2 separate regions of the Sus scrofa genome follow, and region 2 is linked to region 1. A link is a contact called in public targeted proximity ligation data. All regions are on one chromosome and are shown on one strand. The core of a region is the stretch at or near the end of the contact, and the rest is flanking DNA. Distances in the headings are between cores, read along the strand shown.

What was found.
Region 2: a contact with region 1 is called in a targeted proximity ligation map of alveolar macrophages. A contact is called at or near these places in 2 of 5 promoter capture datasets (fetal liver and fetal skeletal muscle), 8 of 47 Hi-C or Micro-C datasets (embryonic fibroblasts, fetal liver, fetal skeletal muscle and 4 more) and 1 of 2 datasets of targeted methods (alveolar macrophages).

The regions. Positions count from the first base shown.
Region 1 is chr3:68,879,440-68,884,823 of Sscrofa11.1, forward strand. It overlaps BOLA3 (bolA-like protein 3), which reads left to right and starts at 4,008. Exons shown (of 4, transcript XM_003481180.4): 1 at 4,008-4,197. The coding sequence starts at 4,144.
Region 2 is chr3:69,185,606-69,190,976 of Sscrofa11.1, forward strand. STAMBP (STAM-binding protein) reads right to left here and starts at 2,651. Exons shown (of 10, transcript XM_003125008.4): 1 at 2,540-2,651; 2 at 459-676. The coding sequence starts at 661.

The sequences.
Region 1 (5,384 bases), core at 2,758-5,257:
TTTTTTTACCCACAGGTGATGCGTCAAGGATTTTAAGTAAGCAAATAATGGACACGTTTTCATTTCCAGTGGCCCTGACAGCAGTGTGGTAAGCTGAGGTTAAGAGGAGGATACTAAAGCAGAGTGATAGTCCAAAATAACAACGTGAGCCGCTGTCAAAACTATGGGGGTGAAGAAGGTTTGAGCAAAAGTACTGATTTTCAGAGCTCCCATTGTGGCTCAGGGGAAACAAATCTGATTAGTATCAATGAGGATGCAGGTTCGATCCCTGGCCTTGCTCAGTGGGTTAAAGGATCCATGAGCTGTGGTGTGGGTCACAGATGTGGATGGAATCCCACATTGCTGTGGCTGTGTTGTAGGCCGGCGGCTACAGCTCTGATTCAACCCCTAGCCTGGGAAACTCCATATGCCGCAGGTGTGGACCTCAAATAACAAAAAATCTTAAAAAAAAGTACTGATTCTCAGTAAAGGAAAGGAGGAATTTTGCAAATACAAATTAGTGAGTTTAACAATGGTCTCTTACTTGCAAATAACAAAACCAACTAAAATGACTTTGGTGCTCATTTCTGGCGCTCTTTCCAGTTGTACAAATGATGTCAAACATGTCTCCTCAGCTCTCCTGTGTCTGCTTCATTTGCAAAGTGGCACTGCCCACGTGATTGCAAAGATGGTTCCCTGGAGTAGATTTCCACTAATTTAGCAATCCAGTTGCAAATGATCATTTATTTTACTTAGTTCCAGCAAAGTCCCTAGACCAACTCTAATTGGTCTGGCCCAGATCATGGGACCAACAGGAAATCAATCCCTCAGTCTGATTGGCCATGCCTGGGTCATGTGCCACTCCTAGAGCTGGGGGTGGGTCTGCCTCATTCTGTGGTCAGAGTAGCATAGCGGTGGTTCACCACTACTTTGGAAAGAATATTTTTGGCAGTTTTAGTTACATCTGTGAAGAAAAATGAAAAGTTAGCAAATTATCCCTAATCCCATCAACCATTATTTTTAAGGAATCAAGCAAAAAAATGTGAGAAGAGGCTATTGTAACCCAAAGGAGAAATTTCAAAGGCCAAAAGAGTAAAACAATTTACTTGAGTAAATTTTAAAGATCTAATAGGCTTTATTGAATGACAAATTACTGGCAGCATCCCATCTAGCCAGGAAAGGGGAGCTGCAAAGGGCTACAGAAAGGGAAATGTATTATTTTATTATTATTATTTTTTTTGCTTTTTAGGGCTGTGCCTATGGCATACGGAGGTTCCCAGGTTAGGGGTCTAATCGGAGCTACAGCTGCCAGCCTATGCCACAGCCACCGCAAGGCCAGATCTGAGCTGCATCTGCATCCTACACCACAGCTCACAGCTTAACCCACTGAGCAAGGCCAGGAAGGGATCAAACCTGCATCCTCACGGATACTAGTCAGATTCATTTCCACTAAGCCACAATGAGAACTCCTGAAAGGGAAATGTTTTTATTTTTATTTATTTATTTTGTCTTTGTGTGTGTGTGTGTGTGTGTGTGTGTGTGTCTTTATTGGGCTGCACCCAAAGCATATGGAGGTTCCTAGGCTAGGGGTCCAATTGCGGCTGTTGCTGCCAGCCTACACCACAGCCACAGCAACACTGGATCCGAGCCTTGTCTGCGACCTACACCACAGCTCACAGCAACACCAGATCCTTAACCCACTGAGCGAGACCAGGGATCAAACCCACAACCTCATGGTTCCTAGTCAGATTCGTTTCCACTGCACCAGGACGGGAACTCCCAGAAATGTTTTTAAAGGCCAGATAAAGTTAACCTACATATGGGGGACAGAAGGGGCCCATGCAACAGATTACCTTATTGGTGCTGACCAGAAAATGCCTGACTGATCAGTTAAGACTACATTTCTGGGGGACGTTGAAGCTTTAATTAGGTAGGTTAGATATAAAACCCCAGTTTGGTAGTGTGGCCTAGCATACATAAGTGACTCCATTTTCTTTTTTCTTTTTTTTTTTTTTGGTCACTTTAGGGACACACCCACAGCATATGGAAGTTCCCAGTCTAGCTGTCGAACTGGAGCTGCAGCTGCTGCCCTACACCACAGCCACAGCAACACCAGATCCAAGCCTCATCTGCAACCTATGCTGCAGGTTGCAGTAACTCCAGATCCTTTAACCCACTGAGCAAGGCCAGGGATCGAACACGCATCCTCATGGATACTAGTCGGATTCTTAATCTGCTGAGCCACAATGGGAACTCCTGAATGAGCACATTTTTAGCTGACCACTTTAAACAACTGTAGGTTCCTCCAACTTTTATCCCAAAACTGGGTTTGCCTCTTGGTGAGTGTCAAGCCAAATGACTCAACCATGTCAAAGACGGGGAGAAGGATTTATTACTTGCAGCAAGTAGGGAGAACATCAGGGACCTTCCCAACAGCAAAACTGGGGAAGTTTTAAGCTAAGCGTACATGCATATTCATGAAGGGGCTTGAGCAGAGGAGAATTTGGTTTAGAATTTGGGCAGAGGTTGACAGAGTCTAAGTTTTAGCTGAAGTCACAAGGGTCAGAAAATGTCAACATCATTCATTAGCTTTCAGTTGATCTGGAGGCTGAGAGCTTGAGGTGGGTGGGAGTGGTATTTGAATTCTGCAAAACTGCTCAAGAGTGTGTGACAGGCTAATCTACTGTTGAAGCAGAACTGGGAGTCTTTACAACTGATTTACTATCTTTGCTGTTGTTACTTCTCTTGTCTGGTAAGAGTCCGTCTGTTCCCACATACTTCTGTTTCCCTAAGATCATTAATTACTGAGACCCAAGATCTAACCCTTGTGGCCAGGCTTAGATCACAAATGACAGGCTGAAAATGGCTTATGTCAAAAATCCATGCCTGGTTCTCTGTTTCCGGGACCTTCTACCTATCTGCTTACACAACCCATCCAAGTGCAGCAGTGAACATACTGATTGCATAGGCAAAATGCAAGAGTAAAAAGAGCTGGTTCATCCTTCACGGTATACCAGACCACATGCTATATGCACATACTGCTAGAGAGAGAAAGGGCTTGGTTGAATTTCTGCTTCGAACTGTCTGAAGTATTCCAGACATGGGGCAGATTTGCTGACAATCCGTCCCTGATAGTGTCAGCTTCCCCTGCATTCTCAAAATGCCAAGGTCTGTGACTCCAAGCCTCCACCTCTGCTGAGCCGTGTCCTGCAGGCACCTTAAACTGAGGCAAATTCAAAACCAAGTTAGTCAATCCCCATCATCCCACGCCTAGCCCTCCTCCATCTATCCAAGTCAGAAACCTGAGCCTCATCCCTGCCACCTTCAGCCCTGCTACTTTCAGCCGGTCACTCCAGTCCATTCCTCCCAGGTGTCTCAATCTACTCCTCCCATCCCTGCTACCAGGTCTCCCCTTGGGTCTCCCCTCTCCTTCGGAACAGAAGCTGGGACTTCTGTCCTCCTCTCCAATTTCAGCCCCCTACTGTCTCCGCTCCTCAGTGATCTTTCTAAAGCACAAATCTGACAATGACTCCCCTCTTTAGAATCCTTCCCTGGTTCCTTCCTGGAGGGAGAAACCCAAGACCCTCTGTTTTGTTTTGTGTTTTTGTTTGTCTTTCTGTCTTTTCTAGGGTCGCTCCTGTGGAATATGGAGGTTCCCAGGCTAGGGGTCTAATCTGCCAGCCTACACCTGAGCCACAGCAATGCGGGATCCCAGCCGCATCTGCGACCTACACCACAGCTCACGGCAACGCCGGATCCTTAACCCACTGAGCAAGGCCAGGGATCAAACCCGCAACCTCATGGTTCCTAGTTGGATTCGTTAACCGCTGAGCCACGACGGGAACCCCCAAGACCCTCCGTTTAACAGCAGGGTGTGGGGTGGTGAGTGGGCACAGCGGCGGTCCACTTAGGGCACCAGGGTCCTTGGGACGAGGGGAAGTCCGAAGGCTGCATGGAGCCCCGGGTACTGGCTCTGTCCCCAGCCTGGGCAGCGGAGGCTGCTCGCGAGAGAAGGCGGAGGGCGGGGCCCCGGGCGTGCGGGGCGGCTCCCGGCCTCCAGACGGCAGGGGGCGGCCTCGCCCACGGCGGAGGTGGCTCGGGTTCCGGGTTCCGCGCCTTTTGGGAGACTCGGCGACCTCGGGCGGCGGGCCGCGTCGGCCGGGCATGGCTGCTTGGAGCCCGGCCGCGGCAGCGCCTCTGCTCCGCGGGAGCCGCGGGGTGAGCGCGGGCGGGGGCCGGGCTGCTCTCGCCGGGGCGGGAGACCGCGGGGCGGGCTGCGGCCAGAGCTGGAGCACCCGCTCGCGGAGGGCGGCGCGCCGAGCCGGGGGCCTCCGCGTTCTTTCTCTCATCCGTTGGTTCGTTCATCCAGCGGGCCCGGCTACGCGTAGTCGAAGTGTCAGGCCCGGCGCGGGCTGGGGGAGCTCCCGCGAACAGGGCGGGGGTGGAGGGCGAGGGGAACGGATGCGCAAACATTCTGAATACGGCGGCCACGGACCAAGCAGTGTTGATTTACCAGAGACGTGGGAGGCATAGCCGGGAGTCGCGGCGTGCATGCCAGGGACTGTGGCTGGGTCTGGGCTCCAGAACGTCCGCCCGGCTTCTGTGACCTTGACCCTCCCCAAATCCCACACTCCCCTAGTAGCAAGCCCGCAGAGGGCACTCCCCACGCGCTCTCCGAATTTTCTCTCCCCCTTTCTGATTCATCCACTTCTTTGGCTTTCTTCTCACATTCTTTCTTCTTTTGAACCTGCCTCCCCCAGGCATGACGAGCAATTCTCCTGGTGACTTCCAGCCTGGACAGTCCGCATTCCGGAGATTTTTGTCAGTAGATTGCTAGGTTTTTAAAAGCCACTGCCTGCAGATAGCTGAGATGAGGGAAGGTTTCTCCCAAGGAGTCAGCAGTGCCAACCACCCTGACCCCTTAGTGATTGCTTCTTCCGAGCCACCTGGTTACCCTCTGCCTTTGTCCCCCAGGGCACTGGCTTCAGGAGAGGTCCTAACCCCCCCACCCCATCTTACCCAGGCCCACAACATCAAGTGTCTGTCACATACAGCACTCAGTCTCCCTCCCAAGTCAGATCTTTCTCCTGACCTGCATTTCTGCTAAGTGTTAGAATCGAGATTTCTTTGCTGGTGATCCATAGGTATGCCCTGAATCACGTGGTTCTTCCCCTGTTCATTGATTCATTCATTCATCCATCACCCACATCTTCCGGAGGGCCTGCCCTGGGCAGTTCTGGAAGACTGCAGAACAGGACAGACTCAGTCTTGGCCTCTGAGACCAGTTGGTGAAAGAGTTAGTGCACAGGGCATTTAAAGGAGGTGATCTGAGATTCTTTAACTAACATAGGACCCTGCTCTGGGCCATCAGGAAAGGCCTAAGGATGAGCAGGACTAAGGGGATA
Region 2 (5,371 bases), core at 1,401-3,900, 300 kb after region 1:
ATTTGATGATTTGCAAGATTATGATAAAGGTTAAGAAAAACTCTCCCTGAATCACTCAATTTGCTACAAAGTAAGTAGAGGTGAGGAATTTTGGCTCTGCTAAAGCTTAACAATAATTCTCTGATTGAGAGAGGACAGGAAAAACATTCATCAATACAAATCATGTAGTTGAAACACCAACTCTCCTGCCTAACAGCTGGGCCATGTGGGCACAGGCCAAAGAGCGAGGTCTCTTACTCATGAAATTACTGAGTCATGAAAACAACACTTTCAGTACTTATGTCTTTGAACGTCAAGGACAGCCAATACGTAGGAGCTGCCAGCAAAAATGATTAATGATAATGACGCTGTAACGTTTTCTACTTTTAGCAATTCTGAGCAGAAATAAATGAGCACAAGAGCAGAATGAGTGAGGCATCAGTCACCAGAAAAGAAAAAGGAAACTGGAGGTGTCTTACGTGATGTACTTGTTATAGAGGATGAAGGCATGTTCAATGTTGCCTTCCTCAGAGTAAATAGATGCCATCCGGATAATCTCCATTCCAGAGCGGAAGTACCGACGGGGTGGAATGTCTTCATTTACCTCTACTGCGCTACCTATCTGGGAGAGAGCCCTCACCCGGTCTTCAGGTGGGAGGCTCACATCTCCATGGTCAGACATCGGGACCAAGAAGCTCTGAAACAGAGAAAACAGATGGCATCAACACCAAAGTCCTCAACATCCCAGCATAGCCTAGCACAGTGCGCTCATCCCACAAATCTCTACCTTATGAGGAAATTAAAAGAAAAAGAATACATTATGGCTTATATCAAGTAAGGTCTCTTTCCCCAAGACCCTCAGGGAAGCCCATGTCACAATGATGAAAAGATTGGCAGCCTCAAAAACTCCTAATCCCTGCACCATAATTAGGTGGTACAAAGAGTACAACATAATGAGCTACAAGGGGTTCAATTCTGCCCTTCCTGCTAAGTGTTCCCTGTGGTTAGGTGGCCTTGCCCTCAGCACCATAAAAAGAACAATAGCTTACATTTTTTCCCATTATTTCTCTTCTCAGCTCCCCATTTCTATCCACCCTTGACCTGGCAGAGAACACTCAATGAATTTTCATGATCCTAAACTGACTTCAAGTTGATCATTTTAACCTGAGAGTAACTGACGTTTCCCTATACTTTTTCATACTTGAGCAGAAGGTTAGTTAGGGGAAATGGCATAGGAATGAATGCTTATAATCCTAACTCTGCTCACGGAATCACTCTTCCAGTCAATCTACATCACATCATTTCAGGGCAAGGATTTTTGATCTAGAACGCAATTTATTGGAATCTATCTTCAAAGACTAAGCGCTCTTCGAATAACAAAAGGACACAAAGGTAACTTGAAAGAAAAAAAAAAAAACACAACACAACAAAACACCACCTGGGACTCATACTGCAGTAATCTACAATCTTTCTCTCTCTTTTTTTGGCCAGGCCCAGGGCATGCAAAAGTTCCTAGGCCAGGAAACGAACCTGTGCCACAGCAGTGACCCAAGCCACAACAGTGACAACACCAGATCCTTAAGCCACTGAGCCACCAAGGAACCCCTCTAGAATCTTTCTGGATATTGCTACTGCTAGAATCAGATTCTAACTTCCAACCTTACATACTGAATTACAGCACACCCTAACCAGCATGTTCTAGAATATACACAAGCTACCACAGGTTTTGAAATTCAAGACCCTGTGTCAAATGGCCCATTTTTTCCTTTGAATCTTAAACCTTACTCATTCCCCACAGAGATCTTTTGCTTCAGTCATGATTCATATCTGCCTAGAAACCTTTACATTTCAGTTTCATTTGTCTATACACTGTTGTTGTTTTCCACTCCAACCCCTCCCTAAGAGATAGTTTTCTCCAGGCCAATTCTATCTCTAAGTGACACTTTCTCCACCAAGCTGCTGCTTCTCATACACCCCCATAGTACAAAAGCTGTGGGGACTACCAGGGATGTAGAGGCATTCTGTCTCCTGTAAGGAGCCTTTTTAAGGGCTCAGAAAGCCACTAGCAAATCTAAAACCTCCCCCAGTTGTCTAATTAGTAAATTCAGGGCAAAGCCCATCAAAGCTATCTGAAACAGAGGAAGCTCGTTGCTCTTCCCTGTCTCTCTGTAGAGGATATTTTTGTCGCGAATGGAATCCACTCCCGAGACCAGCAGGTGGTGCCCAGTACTACAGAGCTGAGCAATACTCCAGAGAGGTGGTGCCGTAAAGGACCAAGGGGTAAACATGAGAAGGAAAAAGGAAGCAGCGGGAAGAGCGATGGGGGCGTATACAGCGGAGAGGGACCTCTTGACAACAGCATAAGGGCCCATGAGGTAGGCGGGGGCGCGCTGGGCCCGACTGGGCACCGGAGCCGTCAGGGAACTCGCGCGCAGAGGGCTGGGCAGGCGGTGCGGGGAGGAGTGGGCTGCAGGTCCCACACTCACGGCCGCCACTCCGCGTCACTGTCAGACCACGCTCAGCACCCAAGCCCCACCACATTCCCGGGACCCTTCCCCACCTGTCCCCGCGAATGACTCTCGGAGCTTCCGTAAACGTCACATCCGGCCCCCGCCCCGCCCCCTCCAACTGGGCTATCAGTTAAACTCCCAAGAACTTAGGACCCGGGGCAGTGTCTGGGGGCGGGGTTAGAGCTGTCACCTGCGGAAAAAAACCCACCAATGAGAAGAGAGCTGGGGGGAGGCCATTTTGGTAAAGGAAAATCAGCGCGGAAGGAGTGGGAAACAAATAAAGGACCCAGCTAACTTTTGTTTTTAGATTAATACGAACACCGTAAATGGACCGATGCATTCCCTCCGAGTGAAAAGCTACACGAGTTGTAATGCAACATATCTTAAACAAGCTTAGAAAGTATGGAATCAAATAAAATCTATTACATAAAGCATACATTTTTTGGAATTAGAGTCTGGTCACTCAGGTTTACCCCATGCCTTCACGTCCTTCATATTTGTGAGGTGTGTTAAATGCTTATGTCAATTCTGAAAGCTACCTTGTCCCAGTTCTTTGGAGAAAACTGTACAAACTCTATTAAAACTGATTGCAAGTTGACCCCTATCACTATCAGCCTGTCCATGCCCTATATCTTCTACTAGGTGTGTCTGAATGAATGTCATTGGAAAATCAGGAGATGAGCTGTGTTTTTACTTTTATTTTTATAGCTAAATACATATCCTCGGGTCTTCTCTGTGTGGAAATTTGCTCTCTGTGAATTTTCCTTCACTTATTTTTAGAAATTACTCAATTCTCAGCTCGATTTCACCTTAGTTTTGTTCATTGCCACATTCAGAAACTTAGTGTCCAGAGAAACCTTTGTGGCCAGAGAGGCCGCAGTGGACTCCTTGGCTGTTAAGGTCCATCTTGGCTGTTGGCAAGGTTTTCAGAGGAAGAGTAATTCGGTAGATGAGCAGTCATTCTAGCGGTTTCCACTAGTAGAATCTAAAAGTAAATTTCAGACTTCTCTTTTGGCGCCCTGGGTTAAGGATCCATCACTATCTCTCCAGAAGCTTGATTCGATCCCTGGCCCATGAACTTCCACATTCCATAGGCAGCGAAAGATAAGTTTTTAAAAGTAAATTTCATTTTGGGGGGAGGGAGTGGGATGGACTGGAAATTTGGGGTTAGTAGATGCAAACTATTGCATTTGGAGTGGATAAGCAATGAGATCCTGCTGTATAGCACAGGGAACTATATCTAATCACTTGTGATGGAATACGATGAAGGATAACGTGAGAAAAAGATGGTGTATATACGTGTGTGTATAGCTGGGTCACTTTGCTGTACAGTAGAAATTGATTGAACATTGTAAATCAACTATAATAGAAAAAATTAAAATCTTATCAAAAAAGTAAATTTCATTGTGTAAACTTTTTTTTTTTTTTTTTTTTTTTTTGTCTTTTTGCCTTTTCTAGGGCCGCTCCCGCGGCATATGGAGGTTCCCAGGCTAGGGGGTCTAATCGGAGCTGTAGCCACCGGCCTACGCCAGAACCACAGCAACGCGGGATCCGAGCCGCGTCTGCGACCCACACCACAGCTCACAGCAACGCCAGATCCTTAACCCACTGAGCAAGGCCAGGGATCGAACCTGCAACCTCATGGTTCCTAGTCAGATTCGTTAACCACTGCACCACGATGGGAACTCCTCATTGTATAAACTTTAACAACATTTTAGCCTCTACAGTTCTTTTTTGGGTACTGGTTAAATCATTTAAAAAATTATCATATGTTACAACAAAATTTACCCGTGAATTTAAAAAGCATATCTTCTATAACTATTTCTTTCTCAAAACAAATGTCTTTCAAAGCTTCATTAAGAAAAGACTTCTTAATGAATGGGGGTGCTCTGAAGGCAGAAGTAGAATGTGTACTAAAGAAAAATGTTCACATGGTTAATTATTTTTTTCTGTGAACTCATTGGAAATATAAAATAACAAATAGAATTTGTGTGTGTGTGTGTGTGTGTGTGTGTGTGTGTGTGTGTGTGTGTGTCTTTTTAGGACTGCACCCGCAGCATATGGAAGTACCCAGGCTAGGGGTTGAATCCGAGCTGCAGCTACCAGCCCACACCACAGCCACAGCAATGCCAGATCCCAGCCAGGTCTGCAACCTATGCTGCAGCTCTTGGCAACACCATGATCCTTAACCCACTGAGCAAGGCCAGGGATCAAACCCACATCCTCAAGGATGCTAGTTAGGTTCATTACCACTGAGCTATGCCAGGAACTCCCAAGTAGAATTTGAAAAGTAATTACTTGGAAAGATAAAGATGTGGAAAGAGCTGTTTACAAGAAGGGAAATAGAGCAAGTGTCCTGGGATCTTTTACTTTTATATATTATAAAGGCATGGAAATTATGTTCCTTTTCAGTTGGGAGTTGAAATTACCTTATGAAATTGTTCCTTGAGAAGGCTACAGTAAAACCAGTAACATTAAGATGAATCTGAGGTTTGGGGCTCCACCTACAGTTTGTTTGAAGAATGGTATCTCCAGTCACCAAGAAAAATATCTAGTTGGGAAAGTGACTTTTTATGCATTCTTGGAAAGGTTTTAAATGTGTGTGTATTCTTATAATTAATGCTTAAATTTGCACATAAGCAGTCAATTTTATTCTATATTTCTTTTCTTCCTTTGTTACCTTCTAGTTAGCTGTGAGTTATATGATTTATTTCCTAATAATTCAGAGCCATTTGTTTTAGGCAAGAGTGCCATTCACAAGGTTGAAAATTTCAACTAGAGTTAAATGAGCTAAGAAACTTTCTGACTTTTTTGTTGCTGTCTTTTGTCTTTTAGGGCCACACCCGCAGCATATGGAGGTTCCCAGGCTAGGGGTCAAATTG